3 separate regions of the Sus scrofa genome follow, and regions 1 and 2 are each linked to region 3. Evidence: chromatin contacts called from public HiChIP or PLAC-seq data. All regions are on one chromosome and are shown on one strand. Each heading gives the region's core, a stretch centred on a gene start, on an enhancer-like site or on the middle of the called end of the contact. The rest is flanking DNA. Distances are from core to core; before and after follow the strand shown. Region 1 overlaps ARHGAP26 (rho GTPase-activating protein 26). Region 2 overlaps ARHGAP26 (rho GTPase-activating protein 26). Region 3 has its middle 220 kb from the start of NR3C1.

Region 1 (3,946 bases), core at 1,137-3,636, 590 kb after region 3:
AACACTTTCTATCACAACTAGGGGATGAGGCCTTTCCGTCTTGCTAGGACAGTAGGATACAGGCCTAGAGGTTCCGTGGCTGACTCTGCCATCGCAAAGGCAGAGCCTGAAAACAGGCCAAGGTGGAGCCCAGATATGCAGGGAGAGGGGCTTCTGATGGCATGTTGAAGCCTTTAACCTAAATGCGTCTGTGTCACCCCCGCTCTTCCCATGAATGAACCAACAATATCCATCCCTGTAAAGGATTGTGTTCCTATTGCTTGCAGCCAAGAGTTGTGGCAAATACAAAAAAAAAAAAAAGTTCATGAGAGAAAAGCCTAGTTAAGCTTCATAGGGCCCTCTAGAGCGAAGAACAAAGAAAAAGAAGCGGCAAAGCAGAGGCTGGAAGAAAGCGCATTCACGTCACCCCTGAGTGTGCCCTTCCTTCTACCCCACATACCCACCCGGGGCCAAGATCCACCTGCTCTAGCACTGCCGTGGATCTGGAACCTGCCCCTCTCACCCATGTCCCTTCCTACTGCCCAAGGTCAGGGTCTGCCCTCTCATTTGACCTTGACACTGGCCTTCTCCCCGCTCTTGCTGGATCCTGTCTCTGCTCTCACCCATCAGACATTTTGCTCCTGCCCGATGCATGTGTCCCCAAACCCCAGCTCCGGCTGGAGAAGAGAAGCCTTCAGGACACCGCAATGTCGGTCTTCAAAGACTCAAAGGGCTGCCACGTGGACGTGGACGAAGGGGGAGACCTGCTAGTCTGCAGGAGATCAAAGCCAGGGTGGAGTCCCAGGAAGGCAGAGTTGAGCTGGATAAAAAGAACCGCCAGCTAAGAGCTCCCCAGAGGCCGCTAAGGCAGAGACTGTCCTTCCCGCACACAGAACAAAGTCCTGTTTCGTCCAGAAAAGGGCCCAGGGCATCCGGGGGTGACACATTCAGCTTCATTTGAGGCTTCATTGTTGGGAGCCTGTCCTCTCACCTGTACCAGAGCTGGACAGATTCCAAACAAAGGGAAAGGGGCTTGGCTGAGGCAAGGGTGCCAGACGGAGGGTGCTGCGGGCCCTGGGCGCCTGGGGTATGGCCTTTGCCACTGGGCGCCTTCAGTAGGTTCCGGCACATTCCTGTTTGCTTAGGGGAGAGCAGTGCTCAGGGATAGTACTTGGTGGGAGTCCCAGGAGGTTTCAAAAGCGCTTCAGCATGTCTGAAAGCTCTCCAAGATGTCATTTCCTCTCCTTACCCCCCCGTCCCCGAGTTCCCACCTTACTTAATGGCTGCAACCTCCCTCAGACCCCCTCTCTGCTCTGCAGCCTACTTTATAGAATTTAATACTTCAGGATAGAGCTTTTCATTCTCCATGATCTCTAATTTCCACGTCAATCCCCGACGGCCGGTTCCGCGTCTCGCTTCCGCGGGGCTCCACCGGCCTCTTACACCTGCTGGGTACACACTCAGTCTGAGGAGGCGCTCCTGACTGAGGGACAGGGGGCTTCAGACCCAGGATGCCCTGCTTCTGTCCGAGCGTTCCTCCGTGGGTCAGAATCGGGTCATAATGACCCCGACGAGCAGCTCATTCTTACAGCGACACTTCCCACTTGGAGTGTTGCTGGCACTCACTGCCCTGCCGTGAGCCATCTCGAATGAAGCGGAAAGAATATTCGGGAAAAGGTGAAACAGCTCCTCCTGGAGCGTGGACAGGGTCGGTTCCCCAGACACCCAGCAAGCAGGTAGGCTGATTACTTGAACGTGTCCCCAGGCCTGGTGAATTAAGCCCAAGCACGGCGATGGCACAGTTAAAACCACTCTCTGTTGTGGCTACTCCCTGCCCCCACAGGACTTTGATTTGCCTGTTACCTAAACACTGTTGCCATAGTTATAATTCAGGAAGCTTTGTTGTTTGACTTCAAGAAAAAAAAAGTTGACCTCAAATCAGGGTAACACTGACTCTCAAGGCCACAATAGACCATCCGAGGGTGAGACCTGCCAAATTCCTTTAAGCTTCTAGAAGGAACTACTGTATTTTGGGTAACATGCAAGCAACAAGAAGAGGAAACTCTGCCACATTATGCAACTTCCTTGCATTTCATATTCAGAAATTCTGAAAACCCCTAGAAGCAACTTCCCTAGCTTTCAACCCGAGATCAGAGTCACAGCCAAGGTCAACAGAAACGGGACGCCAAAGAGGGGAATTAAAAAAAAAAAAATCTAAGTAATGTTCAAGTCCATCAAGTGTTTCAGGAAAATTTAAAGGCAATGGAAAGGACCACAAGCTCTCCCGATGTCACACGCACAGCAGTGACACAGAGGGCGTGTGCGCCGACGTGCCTGTAAGATGTGCCAGCTCATAATGCGAGGACTCTCCTGGCTGTAACACTTCCCGGCTTCAAGCTGATGTAACGTTCAAAAGGGTGTGAACCCACTAGCCCATCCGCGCAGGGTTTCCTTGGGGGAGCGGAGAGACTCCCTCCCCAGCGCTCAGACAGAAAAACGGCCATCTTCAACAGAGGAGGTCTTTCTGGGCTCCCACCCCTGCCCCCTCCACCCTCTTCCCCCCGCCCCCCCCACCTCCATGTCTTTGGAAAAAGTGACACAGCTCCATCAGCAGAAGAAGGAGCCTTGTTCTTCTGTGCTTTGGAAAACTGCAAATGAGCAATTCTTGGGTCCACTGTACGTGATGCTGAGGTAGAAGCACGTGAGGTCCTGCTGCCAGAGCAGGGCCCTGCCCGAGGGGAAGGGCAGCCAGAGAGTGAGTCACTGCACAAAAACCACCCCCTCAACGTCCAGCGCCTCCGTCCCATCCTCCGGAAGACTTCAGTGGCATTTACGCTGCTCTCATCAAGGCCCACAATGCCCCTTTGGGAGGCAAGAGGCAAGTTTATCCGACACAGGCACAGGTGACTTTTTCCTGTCTCACACGACGACGAGGTCAGAGTATGCATTTCTAGATGGACGTCTCAAAGCGGGACTCCCTGGAATGCTCGCTCTATCCTAAATCTAGGAATGAGCCTGATGCCGACCCATGCACAGGCAGCAAGGGGCCAGGGAAATATTCACTCTTGGATGTCCTCACCCCAAGCTGTTGCAACGGGATCCCCTGCTCTCTGACACAAGGGAACTCTGTATTTCCCGACAGTCTCCAAGGAACAGAAGGGGGTCTGCCAAGCAGGAGGGCAGATGCCAGCACTCTTTCGTTCGACAGAGCTTCGAAGTTCTCAGGTGGAGCCCCTCCTCGTCTCCACGCAGCGTGAAAGCCAGGAGGTTTATCAAGGCCCCACAGGATTTCCTGCACAGTGATGGGGGTCGAGGGTAAGCCTGGGGCCTTGGAAAAGGAACATTTGGTCTTTGGCTCCCCGGGGATCATGCATTCGTCTTCAGGAAGCTATACCCCGCCTCCCTCTCAGGGTCCTCACCGCTCCATCACAGGCAGTGCGTGGTCCACTTCCAACTCCTGGGGAGACGGGCAGACCGACTGGGGACTGGGATCAGGCCAGCCACAACGACAGTGACACCCTCTCCACCCAGCATTCACGTTGAAAAAACTGCCTCTTTCCTTTTTTCCCTCCTTCCCTCCTTCCTTTTTTCTTCTTAAGGCCACACCTGTAGCATAGGCAAGTCCCAGCACCAGGGGTCGAGGTGCAGCCGCAGGCCTACCCCACAGTCACATCTGCACCAGATCTGAGTCGCCTCTGCGACCTATGCCACAGCTGTGGCAACGCCAGATCCTTAACCCACGGAGCGAGGTCAGGAATCAAAGGCACATCCTCATGGACACTCTGTCAGGTTCTTAACCTGCCGAGCCACACTGGGAACTCCTGAAAAATATTCCAACATACAGGAGAAGAGAAAGAACTGACAGGGAGCGCCCTTAAATCCATCACCTCCATGCTGCAGGTGTGAACAGACTGTTCCGTTTGCCTTATAGCTCACATCTCTAGGCATCTGCCTATCACCCGCCAGT
Region 2 (4,193 bases), core at 36-2,535, 650 kb after region 3:
ATTTTCCAGAATCGGGCTTCTAATTATCTAGAAAGGATCAATCCTAATGAATGAATGAATGATAACGTATTATAACTATAGCCACTGATCTGGGAGGAAAGCACGCCAAATAGTTAGGACCAGAGCAATGATAAGAGTCTGGAGAGTAATAATGCCAATCGCATCAGATAATTTCCTCCATTTTTAAAGGAGAATGAAGTTATGAAAGATTGGAAGCCAGACAAGCACATTTTTGGCACATTGAGATGGTCTTGCATGAGACACGCTGACGGAGAGCCTGTTCTGGGCCACAGGCAGCGGGGACACAGGCGTAGCAGGTTTCAACACTGCACCAGAAGAAAGCATTCTTCATTGCTGAGATGAGACCCACTCAGAGGGAATGCAAACACTTGTTATCGCTGAGAACAAACTACGAGAAAAGATTCCAATTCAAGAAATCTTCTAGGTCGTTTCTCAATTTTTTTGTTACTCTTGCATCTCATGATGAACAGACATGCACAATAAGTGGCATTTACGGGCTGAACTGTCTCCTTTCTTCAGACTTATGTAATAGCCACATTGTGGTTTAGATTTAAAAAAAAAAACATTTTATATTTAGACGCTGCCAAATAAACTGGTATATGTAATCAATAAAACTCCAACTTTAACTGTGCAGACTAAAGACTGGAAACAGGCATAAGACAGAGGAAGAACTAATAGAACTAACACAAATAGGATTGTCTTATTTTACACCACAATCCATTAACCCACACATCCCACGCTGACTCAGACCAGATTCCAACAGCAAATACTCTCATTTAACTTTTTTAAAAAGGAAAAAAAAAAAAAAAAAAGAAACTCGGTCATTTAAAAATTGCACCAACTCTAAAGATTCTAAGAACTTCTTAACTCGCTGATTTGACAGAACAGCCAAGAAGCAGTTCAGAACGTCGGGTACCCCCCACCCCCACCGCAGCCACAAAATGAGAGCAGGAAAACACCCTCCGAGGAAGGAAAGAGCCATTTCCTCTCCGAAATGTCAATGGCTCTGAGACCGGCAACTCCAACCAACCAGCAGGAAGGCAACATCAAATATTATTTCAGACCAGGGGTGAGAAGGGGAGGGGAGGGGAAGCTTGAAACCAGGAAAAATGGATTCATCTGCTGCAAAAGATAAAGGCAGACGGCACCCCGAGGGAAAAGCAGGATGGCCTGGTTCTCAGCCCCACTCACTCGCCTGTCCTCGTCACCACCCTTAAATAAGCTGTCCCTGCAGCACAGGGCCTGACACTTGAGTGCCGAGAGCACGGGGAAACGCGCTGCTTAAACACAGGCCAGAAGGACTGAGCACGCCTGCCTCTGCAGGAAAGTGGGTATGAAATGATCCGTTCTACGAGGGTGGGAGGAAGGAATTTAGAGAGAAAGAATGAGTCATTTAGGATACCTTTCCTTTAAGGAGCAATAGCCGCCTGATTTCTTCAACACACACACACACGCATTACACACACGCACTGACAATGTACAAAGACAGCTGCTTTTCAACTGGACCGCCTAACAGTTACGAACACACATACACAACTGCCATCTAGAGGTTGAGCCCTGAACCAAAGTCTGTTACGTAAGAGGAGCGTTTTTGGAAAACACACGCCGACTTACGCTCACACCATCTCACAGACACACAGACAAGGGAGCACACGCCCCACATGTTAAACTGGAAGAGTGTTATTTTAACTTCACACTCGTATGAAGAGACATAAATTGGAAGGAGGGGCTTAAACCTTTTATCGCATACAGGAAATACAGATAAATAACACGTTAGGGGATACGCGGTGTGAAAATGGGTTCTTCCCCTAGCAGCCCCTTTGCACACAGACATTTAAGCACCTGCGCTCGCTCTCAGCTTAGGGACGACTCAGAAAATCAGGACACTCTAGGAGAGAGGTATGCCATCAAAATGCAACAAAGGGCCTCCAGGAAATACCCTCCAAAGCTGAGGTCCACCGTGAGAACAGTGAAGTCTCAGGTTTTAAGGCAGAGAGGACAACTTCAAAGGACAATCTCTTCCGACAGAGAACGCCATCAGGGAGGAATATGATAGCATATTCCATCTTCAAAAGAGTCCTGCAAGGTAGGCATGACTAGCCCCACCTTATAGATGTGGTTAAACTGCCTGCCCAGACGCACACAGCCAGCAATAGGCAGAGTCCAAGTGCAAACTTAAGCTGCTTCCATCTGTCACCTGCATCCTGCAGCCTTTCATAAAACATACTCAAAATAAGGGTGGTGACGCCTTAGAGGGTTGCGGTGGGTTTTTCAGCTCTTCCATCAATCTTTCCAGCCTCCAATATTCTTACCTTACCCAGCTTCCCATTTTCCTAGAGGTTTTTTTTTTTTTGTCCTACCCATACACAAATGCAGACTGTGTGTGTACCTGCCGATGTTTTAGTTTAAATAACAACTAACACGATTAAGCTCCTGTAGTCTCTCACAGAGTAATTCACCCAAGTCCCAAGGGAAAGAGCAAAATAATCTAACTCAAAAATTGCATTACCATAAACAAACAAAATTGAACAACCACATGCACACAGCACTGTAGTAAAAGCTGTATAAAATGATATTTTTCTCCCTCTGGGAGCAAATTACCTAAGACAGATATTCAGAATTGAACAGACTCATATAAAACATACCTAATTAAACAACCAGCCAACCATCACGAAGAAAAGCTCATACCCTGCGCAAACACACAGCACATGGTGGGAAGACGACAAGGACAGAACTGACAGAGGGTGCGACATGCCAGGCTGGGACTGGTCTGGAGGAAAGCTGTCTCTACCTATTCACGGAAAGCTTGCAAAAGGAGGACTCTGGATACGGTTTGCAGGAAAAAGCAGAGGATGACTTTGGAGAAGGAAAGGCTACGAGATTCGCTGCGCTTCACTACACTTGTGTCTTCTGTGTCAGTAAAGCCCAGAGCAGGTGGCTACGGTTAATAACGGAGGAAGGGAGGGGAGGCGAGAGGGATGAAAATGCACGCATTGCCGTCACGCCACCCATCTCTGTTAGAGCGGAGGCTGCGGCCCCTCTGTCGGTCACATCTTCCCCGCAGCACCCAGGTCCTCCAAGTCGGCTGTTACGCTCAACATCCGAGTATCAACACCTTCTGGCGCACGGATGTGTGGGCATGTGGGCCCATGCTACCATCAACGGCAAGATCCATGAAGGCAAGGACAAGGCTCATCTTGGTCCCCGTTACACCGTTGTCATCTCTCCTGAGTTGTCCTTTGCCCCCCACTCTGGAGAGGACCAAGGGCGACAATGGGTCCCTCAAGACTCCACAGAACGTCTTCCCACGTATGGGCGTCCATGGGGGTCAGCCTGTCATGGAAAATACGAAGCCTTCTAACTGCTGCCCTCCCCCAAGTATCAATACTACCCCTCGAGAGACTGTATTGATTCAGTGCATCAAAAAGAAGCTTTCTGTTTCTGTTATTTTCCATACGGCTTAGTGGTCCCCCCCGCCCCGACCCCCGCCCGGAAGATACCTGGGAAAAAATGCCACATACATCTGCGAGAAATTTCTTACAAATAAACAAAGGCAGAGATGCTGGGAAATGACCACCACCATGACGCTAGCGTAAACAAATACTTCCCTCCATCTGCTCATGAATTTCCCTAAGATGCTGTACCAGTGGAGTTAAGTATTCAAAGTGACCAGAGACAGATATTAGCAAGTATCACCTGCCACTACCATGGGGCTTCAGATGAAGCCCCATGTTTACCCAGGAATTTTATACTAAATTCTCTCCAACGGTTACACTTTAAAGGAAAAAATCATCAATCAATTCTAGCATAAAATATACACTTTCAAATGTTCGGTTTCATGGCAAGTTAACACAAAGGCACCAAAGAATACTTCTTTATTAAGGTATAAAAAAGGATGATTTTTTAAAAAGCTAATGAAAGTAAAGACTATTCAGAATAAGGACAGGTGTTCCCGTCGTGGCTCAGTGGTAACAAACCCAATTGGTATCCAGGAGGACGCAGGTTCCATCCCTGGCCTTGCTCAGTGGGTTAAGGATCCGGCTTTGCCATAACCTGTGGTGTAGGTCACAGACGTGGCTCGGGTCTGGCATTGATGTGGCTGTGGCATAGGCCAGCAGCTGCAGCTCCAATTCAACACCTAGTCTGGGAACTTCCATATGCAACCCTTTAAC
Region 3 (4,059 bases), core at 682-3,181:
TGTCTCCTAAGAAATTGTTGATAAATATACAGGCAGATTTATTTATATCTGCTTTCCATAAATGGAATCATTTTATAAATGTCCTGAAGCTTGTTTTTTTTAGAGGAATAACACCTAGGAGATATTCCAAAATCCAAAAATATAGATATTATTTATAAGGGCTACATGATATCTCATTGTACGGAAATTCTGTAATGCATTAAACAAATCCCCTAGGATTTAGGTTGTTTTTAGTTCTCTAGAATTACAATCAATGCAGCAATGTCTTCCCCGTGTATCTTTGAGTACTTGTGTGAGTCTCTTTGCAGTATAAATCCTTAAATTATAATTGCCAGGGCCTATGATTTAGGCATTTTATGGGTCAATAAATATTACTTAGTTGGCTCGCCTTTCATGAGTCTTTGAAGAAAGGACTTTCATGAGTCCCGTAAGCAGGGCCAGAAAAGGTGTGGACTAGTGAGTCAGACGAAGCACCTAACACTGAAGTGTGAAAGGGAGCATGGTTTTGTGTGACAGAGGCCAAAAGATGCTCGATTCCTCCTCACCTGCCATAACCAAGGTCACTGAGTTCTTAATGGACCATACTGAGTTGCCATGATACAGATTCAGATTCACCCGTATCCCGCCTGATGGATTGAGATGTGACACCTAAAGCCCAGATTGTCGTGGTTGAGAAACACGAACTCAGCAGATCCTTGGAGAAGAGAACTCCCCCTCTAAGCCACTACCTATTTCCAATAGTGCTGAACAAGAGAGGAATGACAGCATTCTCCGCTATCTCAAGATTTATATGGCGCTCAGTGGTTTATAAAGCACATTTTAGTCTTTATAGGACTCTGGAGTAGCTATGACTGTAATACGCATTTTACAGACAATGAAACAAAAGACCAAAAATATTTGGTGACTTTCCCTCAATAATAGAACCAGTCAGTTTTAGAGTCTGAATTCAACCCAAGGGCTTCTGATGACAAAACAGGCTACATTTAAGCTGCACCACTTAACTGAAATAGCTGCTTTTGACCCCCTAAACAAACCGTTTGTTTGTAGCTAGTTCAAGGCATTTGTTAAAGGATAATTAGCTTTTCAATTAGGCATTTGGGAGCCATGGAAACACAGCTCCAGGGATTCAGCAGGGACCTTTTAGGATTTGAATCTCAAGGTTTCCCTCTCAGGTTATTGGGTCAAAACCTACCACATGTTAGAAAAGATTGAAATCCACTTAGCAGAGAGTTTATTGAGCATGAGCTCTTAGGAAAGAGATGACTAAATACTTCTGATAATTAGTCAAAAAGTCCTAAATTAGCAAAGCTTTCTGAGAAATTTTGACATGTTAGGAAACTCTTAGAATTATCAAACTGGTTTTCTGCAGCCTCACTGTCTCCCTGCACACACACACACATACACACACACACACACACACACACAAAAGCTACCAAAGGTCATTCTTAAATTTCCTTGCGGTTTGAGTTCCATTGCCAAATCAACAGCAGAAAATGTTGGCGCACAAGGGCACACCACTCTCTGTGTCCGGTTGCCGTGGGTCCCTGTTGGGAAAGACAGTTCCCTCAAGTGCCTGGGGCTTTGCCTTGCAATCAGGAGTGTTAAAAATAGATGTGTACACGCAGGGGAACAACCATGGGAAGTGGGTTTTTGGCATTTCCTTTGGTCATATGTGCATCTGTTACCCGCCAACTGATTTCTAGAATGTGATTACGGATAGCTTACAGTAACAATTTCTATACCAAATACCTAACTAATAAAAACATGTGACTCTTCAGGGGTACAGAAGCCAAGTCCAGTGACAAACGGAGAAGGCAATCCAGCTGATTCAGACCTTGGACTAAACAAATCAGCATAAATTATGGGCTGAAATATTCATGGTGTTGACCTCCTTCCCTTCTGTGATTCATAATTTCAGTGCTTCCCATCAATGATCTCATTCAGAACTGCAGATTGAAGTACCATCACATGCTGATGACCACAGCTCCCCTAGCGCTAGACCTCTCCACCGAGCTCCAATCTTGCGTAGCCAACATCTCCAAATGACCAGCATATGAGTGCCTGAGACTGGAACAAAGCAAAACTTTGTGGAAGTTTCCCCCAAATGAGTAAATGGCACCATCATTCACCCAGTTGCCCAAACCACCCTTAGGAATCAGCATTGATTCCACTTTTTCCCTGTCTGTTTCACCAGCAGGGACCTCCATCTTCCCCTGACCACAGCTGCTTTTCTAGTCCACACCTTCTCCATTTCTCCCCTGCACCACCAAAACATGCTTGCTTTTGCTGCCCATTCTCAGCAACCCACCCTGCTGCTGGCGCCCCTGCTAAATTCCCCCCTGCTAAACCCTCCACAGTCTTCCCATCACACTCATGATGAGGTATGGATGCCTTATCCTACAGGATCCAGGGCCGCCCCACCTGTCTGACTGATGTCCTTCTATCCCATGGACACTCCATATGCTCCTGTGTTACTGTCTCCATTCCTCAAACATATGAAGCTCATCCCTTCAAGCCTTTCCCTCCTCCTCTTCCTGGAATGCTCTCCACTCAGATCCTCACAGGATTGGTTCCTGTTGTCACTGGGGTCTCAGTTCATCCTCCAGACCTCCCCTGAGCACCCAGTTCTGTGTGACCCCTTCCACCCCTCAGCCACGAGCACACGTATCACCTCGCCGTCTTTTATTTTCCACTTGGTTCCCATCACTCCCCGGTATTATATTTTATACTTTTTCATGTTAGCACTCCTCCATTAGAAGGTGAATGAATTCTCTGAGGATCAGCACCTTGTCTAACTTCTCACTGCGTTCCCAAAGCCTGGCCAAGTTGAATGAATCCTTGCCTGATTGGGTTGATGGGGCCAAAGGCTGGTGTCATGGTTAACCCAGATGGAGCAAGGCAGCATTACTCCCAATGATAAGTGTCATTGTGTGTGCAGCCTCTGCCTCATGTAGGAATTTCTTCTGGAGGAGAAATGAAGGTTCCAGCCAGGACCACCTAACTCGGTGGGGGCAGTTTGTCACAAACTGAATCCTGCTTCATGTTCCCAGATACAAAGAGAACCAGAAAGTTTGTGACAGATTCATGTTTTCATTTACTCTGCAAATATTTATTGAGAGTATACTACATGGAGAAACTGGCGTAGTGACTGCTCAGTGGTGGAGGAGACGGAAGTAGTCTCTGGTTTCGTAGAACTCATAGTCTAGTGGGGGAGACATGGTTAACGATTAACTACACAAATAAATGGTGGGTTATTTTGTGATGGGAGCTAGGAGGAAAGCACAGGAGGCTATGTCAGGGAGACCTCTGTGCCAAAGATATTCAGATAAAGGGTCTCTGAGAAACCATCACACAAGGTCGGCACTGAGGCAGGCTGGCAGAAGGAAGCACCACCACCAGGCCAATCCTGCCTTGCTCCCCTTCTCTTTCCCTCCACTGTCATTCCATTTACTAGAAAGGAGGCACACGCAGCACAAGGCTGGGTGACCCTACTGCCTCCAACCATTGGTCTTGAGCCAGCTGATCAGTGATGTGCTCACCTTTGGTCCTTCCTCCTACTCACGAAAAATCAGGATGTAGCCAAGAGCTCACCTGGGCAGGAACAGTACCACATGACTGCCAGCACTGGGACTTCATCAGCATGCTCGATGGCTGGCACCGAGAGCTTTGTGTGTACCAGCCGGCATTCTAAGCATTTCCTCTCCCGATGGCCTTCTGTCTTCACTGCTCTTGTGGTAACTACAAGCATGCATTCCCTTTACAGATGAGAAAACTGATATACAGAGAATTGAAGTAACTTACCCCAGGTCAGAGGAGAAAGTGACAAACCCAGAATAAAAACCAGGTCTGTCAGCCCCCTCTGAGCCACCAGACAAAGACCCTTCTCTGTGGCAGAAATCAATGACTGGAAACTTCTCCAGGGCAGCCAGGAACTAGTACAAGGGGGGCCCTGCAGTCCCTGAGATAATTTGGGATGAAAGGAGATGCCTTGGATTCAAGGCTCTGTGTTGCTTGATGTTACCGGATGTAAACCCTCCTCAGTATCTGTTTACTAATCAC

The links. HiChIP or PLAC-seq counts read pairs in DNA pulled down with a chosen protein or histone mark.
Region 1: an H3K27ac HiChIP or PLAC-seq map of alveolar macrophages shows a contact between it and region 3. The contact joins two enhancer-like sites. A contact is called at or near these places in 1 of 47 Hi-C or Micro-C datasets (epiblast stem cells) and 1 of 2 datasets of contacts at active chromatin or transcription factors (alveolar macrophages).
Region 2: an H3K27ac HiChIP or PLAC-seq map of alveolar macrophages shows a contact between it and region 3. The contact joins two enhancer-like sites. A contact is called at or near these places in 1 of 47 Hi-C or Micro-C datasets (embryonic fibroblasts) and 1 of 2 datasets of contacts at active chromatin or transcription factors (alveolar macrophages).

What each region holds. Positions count from the first base shown.
Region 1 is chr2:144,554,946-144,558,891 of Sscrofa11.1, reverse strand. All of the region lies in intron 11 of ARHGAP26 (rho GTPase-activating protein 26), which reads right to left. Among named protein-coding and RNA genes, the nearest start is that of ARHGAP26, 260 kb to the right of the region's middle. Within about 2 kb of position 2,386, at least 28 of the 83 cell types and tissues checked have an H3K27ac peak or open chromatin away from gene starts, as enhancers often do. A contact at or near this core is called in alveolar macrophages, where this site is marked.
Region 2 is chr2:144,493,478-144,497,670 of Sscrofa11.1, reverse strand. The region is part of intron 10 of ARHGAP26 (rho GTPase-activating protein 26); the gene reads right to left. Among named protein-coding and RNA genes, the nearest start is that of ARHGAP26, 190 kb to the right of the region's middle. Within about 2 kb of position 1,285, at least 33 of the 83 cell types and tissues checked have an H3K27ac peak or open chromatin away from gene starts, as enhancers often do. A contact at or near this core is called in alveolar macrophages, where this site is marked.
Region 3 is chr2:145,142,688-145,146,746 of Sscrofa11.1, reverse strand. No RefSeq gene overlaps it. Among named protein-coding and RNA genes, the nearest start is that of NR3C1, 220 kb to the right of the region's middle. Within about 2 kb of position 1,931, at least 13 of the 83 cell types and tissues checked have an H3K27ac peak or open chromatin away from gene starts, as enhancers often do. A contact at or near this core is called in alveolar macrophages, where this site is marked.